Regions from separate parts of the Sus scrofa genome. Here region 2 is linked to region 1. The links are chromatin contacts, called in public HiChIP or PLAC-seq maps. All regions are on one chromosome and are shown on one strand. The core of a region is the stretch at or near the end of the contact, and the rest is flanking DNA. Distances in the headings are between cores, read along the strand shown.

Region 1 (3,540 bases), core at 331-2,830:
CAGAAGTAATCCCATTACTTGGCTGTTGTAATGTTAAATTACACTTTACTTTCTTAATTGCCTTTAGACACAATTAGCCCAGTGAGAAGTGATGGGAAATTAAAAGAACTCTAGCCCACTTAACCTTTCCTTCTGTTTCCCAAATGTGTTGTATTATTATCCATAGTTTTTTCTGATACTTGTCATTAGGACTGCATATTGATATAAAAATTCTACACAGCACCTATTAACTGCACACAGATGAGGGTTTTAGCACACTTCCACCTCATTTCCTTGCCCCAGAGCCTATTTATTATATTGTTTTTTCATTTTCAAGGTTTATAATATTTCCATTATATTCTTTAATTATATTTTCTTAAATTTTTTTTTTTTCTTTTTGTGGCTGCACCTGCATGTGGAAGTTCCCAGGCTAGGTGTTGAATCAGAGCTGCAGCTAATGCCCTACACCACAGCCATAGCAATGCTGTATCTCAGCCACATCTGTGGCCTATGCTGCAGCTTGTGGCAACACCAAATCCTTAACCCACTGAATGATCAGGGATCAAACTCGCATCCTCATGAACACTGGTTGGGTTTCTAACCTGCTGAACCATAATGGGAACTCCTGTCTTCAGTTTTTTTATATATAGTTTCTATGTTGAAACAAATTAATATCATTTTATATATACATATATTAAGTTTATATATATATATATGTTATTCTCTCTGTATATCACTATATCACCATGTATGTAATGTGTCACCTTGGAAGCAAGTAGTGTAATTAAACCTACAAAAAAGGAAATATAAGGTTTTTTGTTTGTTTTTGTCTTTTTAGGGCTGCACCCGTGTCACATGGACGTTCCCAGGCTAGGGGTCGAATCGGAGCTATAGCTGCTGGCCTATGCCACAGCCACAGCCACGCCAGATCCGAGCTGTGTCTGTGACCTACACCACAGCTTGATGCAATGCCGGATCCTTAACTCACTGAGCAAGGCCAGGGATCAAACTTGCATCCTCATGGATGCTAGTCAGATTCATTTCCGCTGAGTCATGAAAGGAATTCTGGAAATGTAAGTTTTAACACAAACAAACAAACACCCTCCCGATTGAGTTCATTAAAGGAGATTATTTTAAGCATCAGGATTGAAATGATGTTTCTTTCTAGCTTTGGTCTTTCCTTAGTCATACATACATGTGACTTTTTCCTCTTTTCATCACTGCCATCCTCATTCTCAAATAGATGGAAATGATCCCTGAAAGTACAGTCTTAATTCTCAGGTAGATGGTCCTGAGAAAACCACAGTCTGAAGACTTCCATAAGTTCCCATCACTGCATCTCCTCACTCCCTGCCTCTTTACCCTCTTAAGTAGGCTTTGCTCCTTTTGTCTCTGCTGAATTCTCTATACTCCCAGCCAAGCCCAGCTTCTCTCATTCTGCCTCCAATCCCATCCCCTTTTGCATATTCGAGGACACTGCTCCAGCAATTTCCTTTTTCATTCCTGCTTCAAGTTAATTTCCCCCTCCCTACTGGATCTTTCTGTTAACCTTCAAAGAGGAAGTTATATTTCATAACTTAAAAAAAATTCTTTCTTGACCTCAGTTCCCCCTTCAGCCACCCTCTATGTCATCCTTTTTTTTTTCCCCAGAGGCATGTGGAATTTCCTGGGTCAAGGATTGAACTTGCTCCACAGCAGCAACCAGAGCTGCTGCAGTGACAAGCGACAATGCTGGACCCCTAACCTGCTATGCCACAAGAAAATTCTAAAGGTTTACTGATACTTACTGTCCCCCATATCTTCTCAAGCTTCCAGAGAACCACTTTATCTAGATCACTAAGAACATTCATGTTGCCAAATCCTGCGGTCATCTTACTTGTCCGGTCAGCAGTTTTGATCACTCTCTCTTCCCTGAAATATGTTCTTCCTTTGGCTTCTGGGACATGGTGTTCCCTTGATTTTCTGCCTACTTCTATGGTTGCTACTTCTCAGTTTTTTTGTTTGCTCCTTTCGTCTCATCTCTCTGACCTCTCAATGCTGGCACATCCTAGAAACCAAATCTTAGATTTCTTCCCTTTTTTCACCTCTACTCACTTTGGAAACTTCATGTTTTTAAAAAGCATTTCTACCTTGATGGTTCATATGTATGCATATATGTATGTATGCATCTGTTTATACATATATATGTATTATATATGTGTGTATATATATCTAAATAAATCTCTCTCTAGCATTCCATTTCTCTCTCTCTCTCTCTCTCTCTCTCATATCTCTTCCTGAAGCCAGCTTTGTCTATCCAACATCCTTCTCTAGAACTCCACACGGACATCTAATTTCAAATACAACATGTCCAAAGCCGAAATCTTGGCTTTCCCCTCCATGTCTGCTTTCAGCCTTCTTCATCTTAGGCAATGGCAGTTCTATCTTCCAGCTTCTCAGGTCAAAAACCTTGGAGTCACACTTCATTCCTATTAGATTTATCTCCACAGTGTACTTGGAGTAAGAACACTTTCCACCCCTCCTCTGCTTCCATCCTGGTCTGGTCTTCTCTCTTTCATCTCTTGCCCTAATTACTGTCATAGCTTTTTCACCCAGTTTCCTTGAATCTTCCCTTCACCCCCTTCATCAGCTCAAGTGATAGATTATGTCACCCGTCTGCATGAAACTCTTCAATAACTTCCTATTTCACTCTGAGTAAAAACTGATGTTCGCCAGTGTCCTACAGGTCCCATGTAATGTCTCCTGTCACCTCTCCTCCTTTTTTACCCTACTCCAGCTGCATTGGCATCTTTGGAGTTCCTAGAACATGCAAGATTACACTTGCCCCAGGGCCTTTGCACATGATGAACCTTCTTATTCCTAAAATGCTTGCCCCAGACATCTGAATGGCCACCCCTTACCTCCTCTGGGTCTTGACTCAGATGTTGCTTTTGTAGTGAAGCCGCCCTGATAACACTACTTAAAGTTTCCTGCAACATTCCCAGTCCTGGCTGGATCACTATCTAACAGTATAAATATTTTACTTATTTACCTTGTGCCTCATCTGTTTCAACAGGATAAAGGAGCTATTTAGATTTAGTAGAATGTGAATTCCATGTTCAAAAAACATTTTTGCTTTTTCCAATTATTGCTGCAAAAAATTCTTATTTTTCTAGCCAATTTGTATTCCTAACTAGAAACTTTGGGATTTTCTTTATATCTTTGGTTAGTTGACTTTTTTTTTTAGAGTATGTATCCAGGTTTTTGTCTTAAAATCCCACTGTCCTTTATTTGGCTCTTGGTGGGTCCTTCATATTTGATGACATTTTTGTCTCTAGCTCAGAGAAATTTTCTTCTACCATTTCTCTTCTTTTTTCTCCTTCTTCTACATAGTTCCTGCAATCTCTTTATCAAACACCTTTTGGACATATGCTATTTCTTTAAGTTCTCTTTCACTTTTTCCATTACTTTTAATTTCCTATTTTGGGAGATTGCCTTGGTTTATTTTTCAGCTCACTAACTTCAGCTGTATGTCCTTTACTATGCACTTCTTTCACTGCATTTTTGCAAATATATTTTAAA
Region 2 (3,540 bases), core at 409-2,908, 170 kb after region 1:
AAAAAAAAGATTTTTTACTATCACCGGAAATTGTTTAACCAGGAATGGCTTGACTGCCTGGTGTTCTGTGTTGAGAAGGGTTCTGAGGCTGAGTTTGAATCAGAGGAAAAGAATATTACGGCTGAAAAATAACTGTTATAATAATAATAATAATAACAATAATAATAATGTGTACTTTATTCTCCCTTTATTTTGTGTTGGGTATATTTTCCCTGTTTTATTCATGAATTGAGTGCACATGGGCTAAATAACTTGCCAAAAATACATGGTAGACCTAGGATTCTGAGACTAAATCCCTCAGAAAAGACTACCAGTTCTTGTGGTACTGTGGACAAACATACAGCTTCTCAGGACCTTCGTCTTCTCATTTCTGTAGAGCTTAGGACTGCATTGCTTTCTAAACTCTCTTTCGGCTCAGATGGACATTCGTGTCTGAACAGTCCACTTAAATACCTCACACCCTGGCAAGCTTGCCCTCCTTTCAACTCCAGGAATATTCATTATAATTTGGCCATTCTGTGCTATTTGGGGAGCTACATGACTGGGTATCCTTTTATTCTAGACTCTGTTTCTCCAGATGCAAGGAAACGCTATGGAAGAGGAATGAATCCTTGCTACACTGCCTCTCCTACAGTAGCTGGCTTGGCCCCCGACACATGGCAAACATATGATAAACATTGGCGGATTGTGTGATATGGTTCAGGCCACCACACTGTCTTCTATTTTAACAGGCTGAACCTAGTATTTGCCACCGACCCAGGAGCAAACAGCTGGCTGTTTCTGAGTCAGTTCTACCTGGGGTGTGTTAAATCTGTGATCTAGAATTGAAGGTACCCTCTACCCCCCAGCCCTTGCTCCCGCCCCCTCTGACCATTATGAATGCCTGTTTATCTTCTTGCCTTCATCAACAGCAGCTATTCATTTAGCAGCCTGACTTAAGACATTCCATGTATATACTCAATGAAGGCTTTCTTTCACTATTATTTTTCTGCGGAGGGTAAAATGCTGTCTTGTTTTTCCAGTTCTCCTCCTAAGTGTGATGATTTAGATGTTCCTGCTGTTCATTGGCAGGTTTTCCGTTTCCTTCTAGCTTCTAGAAGAAGCTCCTAATAAGCCTCTTGCTTTTGAGGCTCCCAGTTCATTAATAACATAGAATTTCAGCAATGCCTGATGTTCCAGACCTTTAGCTCTTCCTTTTCCTTCCAAGAGAAAACAACAAACAAACAAGCAGGCAAAGGAAAACTTTCATTCGCTGCTGTCGCTGACTCTGTCCTGTCTGCCTTAAGATCTTAACAGAGAATTTATGCAAGAAACTCAGATTCAGTTTTGCAGTTAGGCTGAAGGCTTACATATTTGACCCCAGCTTTCAAAATGAGTCTGCTTCCGCATTTTTTTTTTCCTCTCTCTCTACCCCCCCCCCACCCCATGTGCAGTATTTTTCAATGGTACTTCATGCTTCTAAGTATGCTTTTTCCTTCTTTCTAATTAATATTGACCGGGTTCCCGAGTATACAGGGAAAAATTCTAGGGACTGTGTGGATGGAACGTAGAGAGGAAAATGTTCCTGCCCCATCCTTTCTGTTGGGCTTCTGGCTCTCAATGATGCCATTCATTCTCCCTGCCCTCTGGCCCCTTACACAACTTTCTCTCATTCACATGGGGCCAGAGAGCATCAATGCCCTTTTGTCCTACTTCCCTCAGAGCCTTGCTGTGGCTCAGAGCACAGCAGAGCTGTCGGCAGCACGGATGCCATTCCTGTCAAACCTGCTGTTTTTCGTGTCCTCTGATGAACCAGCAGTCTGTACAACGGTGTCTTCCCAGAGCACGTTTTCTGAATGTGAGGCCTGACTGTCTGTCTTCAGGTTCTGCTGGTTAGGAGGCAGGGCTGAGCAGAGAGCCAGGCCTGCACCCCTCTGTGGGTCCCTCAGCCCCTTGGTCAATTCACCTTCCAGTTCTCACATATCCTACCCCAGCCGTGACTGTGGTTCTCATTTTTCTGACTTCTGGATGTCTTTTTTTTTTTTTTTTCCCTGTTTTTGCGTCAGGGCTTACAAATTCCTGTACCTCAAAAATACAGAGAGATAACTGCCCAGACACACAGACACACACACACACAGACACACAAATACATTTCTGCCTCCTCTAAACACGCATATCCGTATGCTTATCCTCCTATCCATGTTCACAGATGCATGCTGAGCCTGCCCCAGTGCTCTTGCCCAGGCATGAAGGATGTATTATTTGCTCTTTGAGAAATTCTAAGTTTCATTTCTTGTGAAATAGTCTTGGGCTTCAGACTCAAGTCCAATATGTGTGAGTCATACAGATTAGAGAGATGGGTTCCGCGAATCTGTGAGGTAACTGCAAGCTCTTCCCAGCCTTCCTGGACGTCTCCCCATCTCATCAACTGTGGGACGTTGGGAGTGATAGCATTGCCTGTCATAAACTTTAATTATACAAGCTGGAGGCATTTACGAGCTTTCTTCTAAAAGACAGAAAACTAGAGATGCCAGTTCTTTTAGGTTCGGAGGTACTCAGCACTGCTCCACTTGCAGGTATAGACATTTTTTTTCCCTTCCAAATGTTTCCCTCTTGAAATTTGGAAAGTTGAAGCTTTGAGTTAACCCAAAATTCACTAATGGGGATTTGTCCTTATCTGTGACTTCAGAGAGTGAACTTTTTTCTTTTCTTGTCATGGAAGCACATTCAGGAATTGTTCCTTGCCTTTATTTTCCTAAACAGTTATTGAAAGTTCATTCCATTGTGCTGAATACAACAGTGTTCAAGACTTCACAGCACAAAGATGCAGTTTATTACCTCCTAGGTATTATCTAATATGTTGAAGAGAGATGAGAGCTTTCCCCAATCCCCTCCATCTCCCTGACCCCTGTCCCCAGTTTTAGGAACTTCTTCCAATTTATTTGCTGGGCCCCTTGACTCTCCGACCCCATTTCTAACTTGACTTCAGCTGTATTCTCAACTTGCTTGTTAGTACCTATTGAGCACTTAACTATATGTTAGACTAGTGCTAGGGATAAAAAGATCACTAAGAAGCGATTCTGCCTTAGTTAAACCCAGGTTCTGGGGTAGTGGGGGGTGGATTTGGGGAGGGGGTCACATGTGCACACTTAATATATAATATAATGTGCTTAAATCTCTAGGAGGAGGAGTTCCTGTCATGGCTCAGAGAAAATGAATCCATGAGGACACAGGTTCAATCCCTGACCTCGCTCAGTGGGTTAAGGATCCGGCATTTCCTTGAGCTGTGGTGTAGGTCACAGACACGGCCTGGATCTCACATTGCTGTGACTGTGGTTGACAGCTGCAGCTCCAATTCAACCCCTAGCCTGAGATCCTCCATATGCTGAGGTGCAGCCCTAAAAAGACAAAAAAAAAAAAAAAAATCTCTGAGAGGAAAGAAATCTATTTAGTGGGACACCCCATGTGAAAGTTTCGAACTCTGCTTAGGGGTGTCTGTTGGAAAAAAAAGGCATTATGAAGGATATTTGAGTTAGCTTTGAAGAATGAGCAACAGCTCAC

What was found. HiChIP or PLAC-seq counts read pairs in DNA pulled down with a chosen protein or histone mark.
Region 2: a contact with region 1 is called in an H3K27ac HiChIP or PLAC-seq map of alveolar macrophages. The contact joins two enhancer-like sites.

Annotation. Positions count from the first base shown.
Region 1 is chr1:84,219,126-84,222,665 of Sscrofa11.1, forward strand. No RefSeq gene overlaps it. Among named protein-coding and RNA genes, the nearest start is that of RPL18, 160 kb to the right of the region's middle. Within about 2 kb of position 1,581, at least 7 of the 83 cell types and tissues checked have an H3K27ac peak or open chromatin away from gene starts, as enhancers often do. A contact at or near this core is called in alveolar macrophages, where this site is marked.
Region 2 is chr1:84,391,078-84,394,617 of Sscrofa11.1, forward strand. No RefSeq gene overlaps it. Among named protein-coding and RNA genes, the nearest start is that of RPL18, 14 kb to the left of the region's middle. Within about 2 kb of position 1,659, at least 31 of the 83 cell types and tissues checked have an H3K27ac peak or open chromatin away from gene starts, as enhancers often do. A contact at or near this core is called in alveolar macrophages, where this site is marked.